Regions from separate parts of the Mus musculus genome. Here regions 1 and 3 are each linked to region 2. The links are chromatin contacts, called in public Hi-C maps. All regions are on one chromosome and are shown on one strand. Each heading gives the region's core, a stretch centred on a gene start, on an enhancer-like site or on the middle of the called end of the contact. The rest is flanking DNA. Distances are from core to core; before and after follow the strand shown. Region 1 has its middle 76 kb from the start of Gm30820. Region 2 overlaps Ppil4 (peptidylprolyl isomerase (cyclophilin)-like 4). Region 3 has its middle 30 kb from the start of Gm30820.

Evidence for each region. Hi-C and Micro-C count contacts between places; a contact is called where the count stands out from the background.
Region 1: a contact with region 2 is called in a Hi-C map of regulatory T cells, with 7 times the contacts expected there. The contact joins two enhancer-like sites. A contact is called at or near these places in 4 of 39 promoter capture datasets (the C10 cell line, hematopoietic stem and progenitor cells, liver and 1 more), 6 of 484 Hi-C or Micro-C datasets (CD4 T cells, CD8 T cells, Th1 cells and 2 more) and 2 of 115 datasets of contacts at active chromatin or transcription factors (effector CD8 T cells and memory CD8 T cells).
Region 3: a contact with region 2 is called in a Hi-C map of bone marrow-derived macrophages, with 24 read pairs. The contact joins two enhancer-like sites. A contact is called at or near these places in 2 of 484 Hi-C or Micro-C datasets (bone marrow-derived macrophages and conventional type 1 dendritic cells) and 1 of 115 datasets of contacts at active chromatin or transcription factors (microglia).

What each region holds. Positions count from the first base shown.
Region 1 is chr10:8,054,137-8,056,836 of GRCm38.p6, forward strand. No RefSeq gene overlaps it. Among named protein-coding and RNA genes, the nearest start is that of Gm30820, 76 kb to the left of the region's middle. Within about 2 kb of position 1,310, at least 47 of the 459 cell types and tissues checked have an H3K27ac peak or open chromatin away from gene starts, as enhancers often do. A contact at or near this core is called in Th1 cells and regulatory T cells, where this site is marked.
Region 2 is chr10:7,808,803-7,811,502 of GRCm38.p6, forward strand. Ppil4 (peptidylprolyl isomerase (cyclophilin)-like 4) reads left to right here. Exons shown (of 13, transcript NM_026141.3): 11 at 1,560-1,656. Among named protein-coding and RNA genes, the nearest start is that of Ppil4, 17 kb to the left of the region's middle. Within about 2 kb of position 1,394, at least 12 of the 459 cell types and tissues checked have an H3K27ac peak or open chromatin away from gene starts, as enhancers often do. A contact at or near this core is called in Th1 cells, bone marrow-derived macrophages and regulatory T cells, where this site is marked.
Region 3 is chr10:8,008,742-8,011,441 of GRCm38.p6, forward strand. No RefSeq gene overlaps it. Among named protein-coding and RNA genes, the nearest start is that of Gm30820, 30 kb to the left of the region's middle. Within about 2 kb of position 1,345, at least 31 of the 459 cell types and tissues checked have an H3K27ac peak or open chromatin away from gene starts, as enhancers often do. A contact at or near this core is called in bone marrow-derived macrophages, where this site is marked.

The sequences.
Region 1 (2,700 bases), core at 60-2,559, 250 kb after region 2:
TTGGTTTATTTAATATATTTTGGGGGACTATTTTTACTTGAGTAGAGAAGACTCCAAGTAAACAACTTAACACAATGCATATTCTACCAGATAGTATGCCTCAAAGATCAGAGACCTAGGCTTTCCAGTCTCAGTTCTGCTAAATATAACATTCATTTTCAAGGTCACACCGTGTTCTAAGATGAGAACATGTTTTCCATTTTCCTATTTGGTCATCACTGCATTTAGCATTTTAGGCTTCAAGAAAGAGAGCAGAGAAGTCCCTTCAGGATGCTTTCTTCAAGGGATGCATAAAATATTCAATTGCATCCCATTGGGCAGGATTCAGTCATATGGCCACTTCTGATAGCAAAGGGAGTCTGGGAATTACACTCTCCATTTCAAACTGGCTAAGAGTACAAAAGATTTGGCAAAGACTGAGAAAGAAATATTGAAAAGGTATTAGAAGCCCTGTCCCTAGTGGAGGCTTTTCTTGATGGCGGTGATGGGGAGAAGATGAAGCAGGCTAAATGAGTCCAAAGGTTGTCAAGTTTTGCGTATAATGGGTCGCATACTGCAGCCATACTGACTGTTTTGCTGTGATGCTGCTCAGCAACTGTAAGGAGAGTAGCCAGGAGTGAGCGATATGCAAATGAATGTGCTTGGCTGGATTCACCAAGTAGGCTTTCACCTATCCTGAGCTAAACAGGAAAATACTACAGACAGAGCCAGTCTCTGATGATCAGTGTACTTGGTATTGTGCTGAGCCCTTCACAGCCTTGTACTGTACACTGTAACAGTTCCCAACAAAACCCTTGGAATGTGTCCTCTTACTCCTGTCCTCCTTCTCCTCTCTCCTCTCTCTCCTCCTCCTCTGCCTCAAGAGGGGCTTATCAAGAATCTGGGTTGGAAAATGTAGTATCTGTCTTGACTTTGCAGGGCATGTACACAGAAGATGGATTTCAATGGAGACGTTGTCTCTACAACCCATTCTCACCCTGTTCTCCAAAGAAGTCTAGCAATCCAGAGGCTGTGGAAATGGGATTTGTTCCAAAACAGTAAACTCAGAACGCACCAAAGACTTCAGTGAACAGTTTAAACAACTTAGTGTATAGTTAGTAAGAGTGGCCAGTTAAAGGAGAAGAAGCCATTTTGTAGTGTGTTGGTCAGAAAACTTTGATGTGCTGCACACATTCCGAGCTAAGTGATGGATGTAAAGACTCCTTCAGTCTTCCTTTCCCCAGCTCCTCTGGCCAGAATCACTGTAATCAGCAGAGCTTCCGGAAAAGGCCTGACTGCTAGCAGCTATGAGCTGAATGGGGTCGCTCTCTACCTCCATATGCGCATGCTGAAAGCCCAGGTCCATGGGGCTGTTTAGGATGTGGTTTACACCCATCTGAGGATGCTGCTGCGCTGGGTGGAAGCAGAAGACAGAAACAGAAAGTGCCTGGCTGAGTTAAAAGATGAGACAGTCTTAGTCAGCGGAGACCAGAATCTGGATAAACTTTGTTCTCAGATAAATGGAGATACACTGGTTTGAGAGCAGAGCTAAAAGATGAAGTGTTTGTGTTACTTTGGAAACATTGAACCCAGCAGCAAATCCCTCTGTAGGTATCCAGTAGGTTGATGTTTTAGCTTTCTGCAGGCTGTATAATACAGACACAGTGCTCCCCAAATGCTGCTGGGTTTTGCTTTGCTGTGAGGCTAAATCAGCAAAGCATGGACTTCTAGGATGGAACACTGGCCTTCCCACAGTGGCTCCTGCCATATTTTTTCAGCTTGTGTCTATTAGTTCTATGTCACTCTTACAAATTACTGAGAGAAAAATTCAGAAGAGGAAAGATTTATTCTGACTTGGTTTCATCAGAAAGTAGGCCATGGTGGGGGCAGGGAGAGCAGTAATAGAAAGGGATAGACAAGATGTATCTTTCAATGGCATGCCCCAAGTGACCTACTTTCTCTAGTCAGGCTCCCCGCCTCCACCACCTCCTATAAGTGTGTTAAGTTTTTTACCCATCAATAGATTAAATCTTTGGTTAGGTGTCTATCCCTCTCTAATTGTTTCTAGGAACTCCATTACCAATACACCCCAGAAGTGTACTTCACTAATCTCTTAAGTGGTTTTTTTTTCAAATGCAATCAACTTGACCATTAATTAGGATTAACCACCACACCTGGCTCTTTATGATTCCTGGAAAGCAAACTGTATTCTCAACTCTAGGATAGCTTATTTTTTTGAGATAGCATCAATGATCTGATCAATGCACAGGCTTTACAGAGCAGAGCATATATGTCATCTCATTTGATCTTCATAGGACTGCTAAAGGGTAGGGTCAGGCAACATGAGACTAGTACTCCTTGATCATCTCCCAGGGTGTAACTGGCTAGATACTCTGACCTGTTCTATTTGGAACTGTTCACTGCCACTTGTGGGGCATATTATTACTGTATATCTATCTACAGATAGAATAGAAGTTAAGTGATTGACTCAAGACCTGACAACTGGATGCAATAATACCTGAACTTTGAGCTTGGCAAATTGATTCCTGTTACCTCTCTCATGATGAGCCATCTCTAGACACATATACATGGTTCAGGATAGACTTGGTAAAGGATTTCAGAGAGAAACCAGACTCTACCCAAAGTCTAGAACTACTATGCCAATTAAAATTGACAAGAGTGGCCAGACATAGTGATACATACCTGTAACCCTAAGACTCA
Region 2 (2,700 bases), core at 144-2,643:
CGCTGTCTCTATGGAGCTCAATGTTCTTCAATGGCTGTGAGACAGTTTTCCTATGGAGTCTAGCTTGGTCTCAAACTTAATATCCTCCTGAGTGCTGAGACTGTAAGTGTTAACTCCCCACGCTAGTCATGAACTTTGTATCTTGTTAACTGTGTGTGTGCGTGTGTGTATGCTAAGGATTGAGAATAGTGGTCTCCCAGATGCTGAACGCGTCCTGTCATTGAACTGCATTTCTAGCTGAGTTTAAAAAGATCATTTTACAATGCTTTAAAAAGGCTTCACTTAGGGTTGTGCATGGGGAAGGCAGTGGCAGGCATATCTCTGTGAGTTGAAGGCCAGCTTTCTTTATATAGCCACTTCCAGGCTAGTTGGCTATATAGTTAAGACCCTGTCTCAGAAAAACAACAACAAAATAACAACAGAAAAAAGGTTTCCCTTGGTAGTTATTCACATGTAATGCTAAATTTTACCAGAAAAATTAAGATTACTGGTTTTTCTTATTTTAAAGATTCACTCTTATTTTATGTGTCTGAATATTTTATTTCTCTATATGTATGTGTACCATGTGTATGCCTGGTCCCAGCAGAGACCAGAGCATTAGATCCCCTAGAACTGGAGTTACAGATGGTTATGGGTACTTGGAGGCGAACCCAGGTCCTCTGCAAGACCTCGTTCTTAACCATGGAGCCGTCACTACAGCCACACGATTACCTTTTCTGTACCATTTATGGTTTGTTGCCCATGACTTTACTGCACTTTCAAAATAAGAAATAAACAGGGCTGTTTGGTAATAAGTAGTAGGCTGTATTGATTTTTTTTCAATATTTTTTATTAAGGTCTGTAAAAAATCTAGAGAGAGAAATACCTGGTCTGTGAGGGATGTTCTTTCTCCACAGTGTTCATTCACAGCAGCCTTTCCTCGCCAGAGGCCGTGTTGCAGAGGAAACTTGTTCAGTGCACCCTGCAGTCTGAACCAGCGCCTCACCTCAGTGCTCTCACTTATCAATCATTCCTTTCCAACCCACGGCTTAGAGGGAGTTGAACTTTCTCTGTTTCATGAGGAGAGCTTTTTTGTTCACAGTTGGAACAAGGCTTTGTTTCTCTCTGAGTTGGCTTCTCTTGTGGTGGAAGGAGAAACCTGTCCCAGCTTGGCTCGCCAGTCTTACCAGGCCCATACCCTTTCCCAGACCAGCCTCTTGATGTGTTTTTTACGTGTTATAATCACAGTCCTATTGGTGGTGGGTGGTGTCTGCTTTGGAGTAGTGTTAGCTGCTGGCTGATGCAGTAGAGTTCATGGACTTGGTGGCTTTGCTTGAACAGTGTTTTTTTCAGTTGGATGTTGTAATATTCACCCAGGTCACTAGGTGGCAGCATATAACTAAAGAAAACTGGACATGCACTTTGAACCAGAGTAACAGCAGAGACAGGCTTTGGGTTTAAGGCCTTCCTCACCTTCCCTACCTCCCACTGTGTGCTTTCATAAGTAGTCCTTTGTGTTTTATAAAATTGTTAGTGTACCATTATAGGATGCTAATTCTTTTATTTCTTTTAATAAACAGGTGGGAAATATACCAAGAGTGATTTCAAGGAGTATGAAAAGGAACAGGATAAACCAGCCAATTTGGTTCTGAAAGAAAAAGTAAAGCCCAAACAGGAGTATCCTTTATAAGAACCGTATGCTTGGCTGGCCTCCCCTCTGTAGGTCATTTGTGAGGGGGACATTTTGTTGTCACAGCTGGTCAGTGTTTCCCATAGACTTGACTTTTTCAGTATACCATGTATTATGAAGAAAGTTAGAGTTGAAAGAAACCTTAGGCCTAAATATTTTATCTCCCACTCTTACAATAAATACCTTACTTACTTACCCACTGTTCTCAATGATCTTCAAAAGTAAATGTGTTACTTTTATATATACTAATGTTTTAAGTTCCTTTCTATTGAATATCCTTGTGTTATTCATTCTCTCTCTCTCTCTTTTTTAAAGATTTTATTTATTTACTCTATTTACAACGTTCTGCCCACATGTATGCTGGTGTAACAGAAGAGGGCACCAGATCTACTGTAGATGGTTGTGAGCCACCATGTCATTGCTGGGAATTTTACTCAGGACCTCTGGAAGAGTAGCCAGTGCTCTTAACCTCTGAGCCATCTCTCCAGCCCCTGATATTTATTCCCTTTTATTTAATTTCCTTATTTAGATAACAAAATCTTGTAGTTCTCTGTCACACGATTAGATTTTTTTTCTTCTGTATAATACATTGCCATTTAACAACAAGGATTTGCTAAATCTTTTTGCTAAATTTTTGTCTAGGGCTCCTTCCAGTTCAGTACAAGAGTTGACATTTATAGGATCTAAAAGAAATTTATAGACTGGACCATGCAATTCAGGTTCTTCCAAGTTGCGACAAGGAAAAAAGCCATGAAGCATACTGCTCGCCTTACATCATTTCTGTTTGCTCAACTATGACTGATTTCCCATTATAAATCTATCACTCCACACATTGCAAAGGTCATTTCTTTGGTGATCATCTTTGGTAAAAGGTGTCTTTGTTTTCTAGTTTCTGTTGATGAAAAGAGGTTCTCTCTTTTGTGTTACATAGGCATGTCTTCTCCAAGTATTCATCAAGGAGGTTGAGTATCAGGTTGGCCTTTAGATAGTCGTGCTTTATTTAAAGTGTGTTGCCTGTCTGTGCTGCACAA
Region 3 (2,700 bases), core at 95-2,594, 200 kb after region 2:
AACTAAAGGTTGCCCTGTAAAAGAGATAGGGTTTCCCTTTCTTTGTGTGTTGCCACATAAGCTAAGCTGGCCCCTCCAGGGACTCTCCTGTCTCCACCTCCATCTCACAACAGGAGAACTGGTATTACAGATGTGCACAGCTGCATTCACTGAGCCATCTCTGAATCCCATTATGGAATATTTTTAAAGATCAAAAGTAGTGTGGGAATTTTCACGATGAGCAAAGCACAAACACTTGAACATTAAACTTATTTTGAAAGACAAAAACTTTTGCCATGGTTGCCTGACTCTGTCAACTTCCTAGGACTGCCACATTCAGGTTTAGGAGAAGCATAGAGAATACTTGTCCCGAGTTTGCTGTTTGTGCTCTCTTACATTTATAGCTCAAGTATCTGACAGTCCTGGAAGTCTCTGTGATATTTAATAGGAACAATCTCAAGCAAATCCTGTCATGAATTAAGCTTCCTTGAGATGTTTTCAGAAAAAAAAAAAGAAACAAGAAAAATAAAACAAGAAAAGAAAATTGAGTTTCATTCAATGGTTAGCTTAAGAGCGCCTACAAGTTCCAGGAAAATTAGAGTTTGTAAGGTAGTACAAGTGTTTTTATAGTAGCGAGGCCGAATTTCATAATGCTTTTAGATTTTTTAAATCCAGTACTTGTTTTGACAAAGTCCAGTGAAAGTCTTTTTGGAGCGGCCACAAATCATGCCATGGGTGCTTAACTTTTTATAACTGAGATCGGTGTAGGAATTCGAGAGCATCCGTTTGTGTTGGGAGACTGTCCTCCTGTCTCATTTGGTGAGTGATCTGGTAATCCTGCGGCTGAGGAGTTTGGCAACAAGAAAGTCTTCAAAGTGCCTAGGACTCCTGTGTGGGGCTGCTCTATGTCCGTGACTGTTGCAGGATTAGACCCAGGATGATTTTCAAGCAAACCGAGAGGAAAACATGACTGGATCCCAAATCCTGTCATTTAAAGTGAGAATTCTTCCTTTAGTGTGAAATGCTAGGGCCACGAGTTATTTTTCCAACTGGGACTCACTCTGAGTCATGAGGGGCAAAACTACCGTCTACTTCATTTGACACCTTTCCCTCAGCCCATGCACCTAGAAACTTACAGGATGAGGGGCTAGAGAAGTGACCAGCAACAAACCGAGCAGACACCTGTGTTCTGTAGTGCAGAATGAGAAGTGACCAACACTCATCTGTTAGTTTTACAGTGGCCCCTATGATGACCTGCTGTGGAGCCTGTCCCCACTTACAGTCACTCAGAGTTGAGTAAGGGACAGAAAGACTGTCAACAGGAAGAGGGAGGGGATCAACTCACAGTGATCTGCACATCCAGGGGGTTTGCAGGGAAACAGGAACAGAAACCAAAATGTCAGAAAAACTGAGAACAGGAGACCTCATGAGAACAGGAGACCTCATGCCATTTGAATATTAGTGTGAGCAAATGAGGTTTCTCAGGAGAGTCAACAACAACAACAAAAGCATCAGCTTCAGGAACCTCTGTGGCAATGTGGCAATGTGGCAATGTGGCAAACTCTTACTATTGCTGCTAAGTGGGCTGGTTTTGTTTTTTGTTTTTGTTTGGTGGAACATTGGCTACTTGTCCTATTGCTGAGACCAAAAGCTTGACAAGAAGGTCTAAGGGAGGATTTGCTTCAGCTCACAGTTTGAAGGTCCAACCCATTATAGTGAGGATGGCTTAGGTAAGAAGGGGTCCTGGCTGTGGCAGTGGATTCGTGAGTCCGCCTTTGCACATTTCAATGGGCCAGGAGGCAGAATATAAGGTATGATGGCATCCATGGGCTTTCTCCTTTCCCCTTATATCCCATCCATGCTCCAGCCCACTGGAAGATGCCACCCAGAAGCATGGTGGACCTTTCTTTTTTCAGTGGCTTCTCTCTAGAAAGACCTACACAGACACATCCAGAGATGTGACTCCATCGTACTTCCAAGTAGCCACTGAAGGTCAACTATCACTGTTGGGGAATGTAATTTCCTGAGAATAATCACGACTGGGGCAAATCTACAGCAAAAGAAGGAAAAAGCTGAAGCAAAGTCCATCATGCTGTTTAGAAAAGTTTAGAAGCTCTACTTCTTCAAAAATGCCTCCCTCAAAACCTATGTTATATCGTCTTAAGAGATGTAATTATGACACTTCCTTGATTTAAGAAAGTTTGGTGCATTTTCATTGCTACAAACCCAAGCTTAGACTTCCCAGTATGCCATAAAATGCCCCTTAAAATCTGGCTCCACCTACTCCCACTCAACATCCATGAATAATAAATGTTTCCTGAGCTCCTAGTCTTTTCCCTTATGGATCTGAAGGGTGCACGAAAGCCCCACCCTGCCCTGTCTCCATACTGTGCCATCTCAGGTCCTTTGTCATTTCCACTTCATCTCTTTCTCTTGCTCATTGATTATGTTGCCTCTGTCTATAGTGTACTTCCTGCTCTTTGAGAGAGAACACATCCTTAAGGACCCCGTTCATGTTAGCTCAGCACCAACGTCTTCCCTCAGCGTCCAAGTAGAAACAGTTGATTCTTTTCTCTGTACGAACAGCTCAGAGTGGGTAGTTCAGAGAGATGTACTCCCGTTCTTCAGCAAAAATTTAACGTTACTTCCCCTCTTTGTGTGCTTGTATGGGTGGGCGAGGGGAAGTGCGGAGAGGGTTATCAGATACCTGAAGGTGCGTAG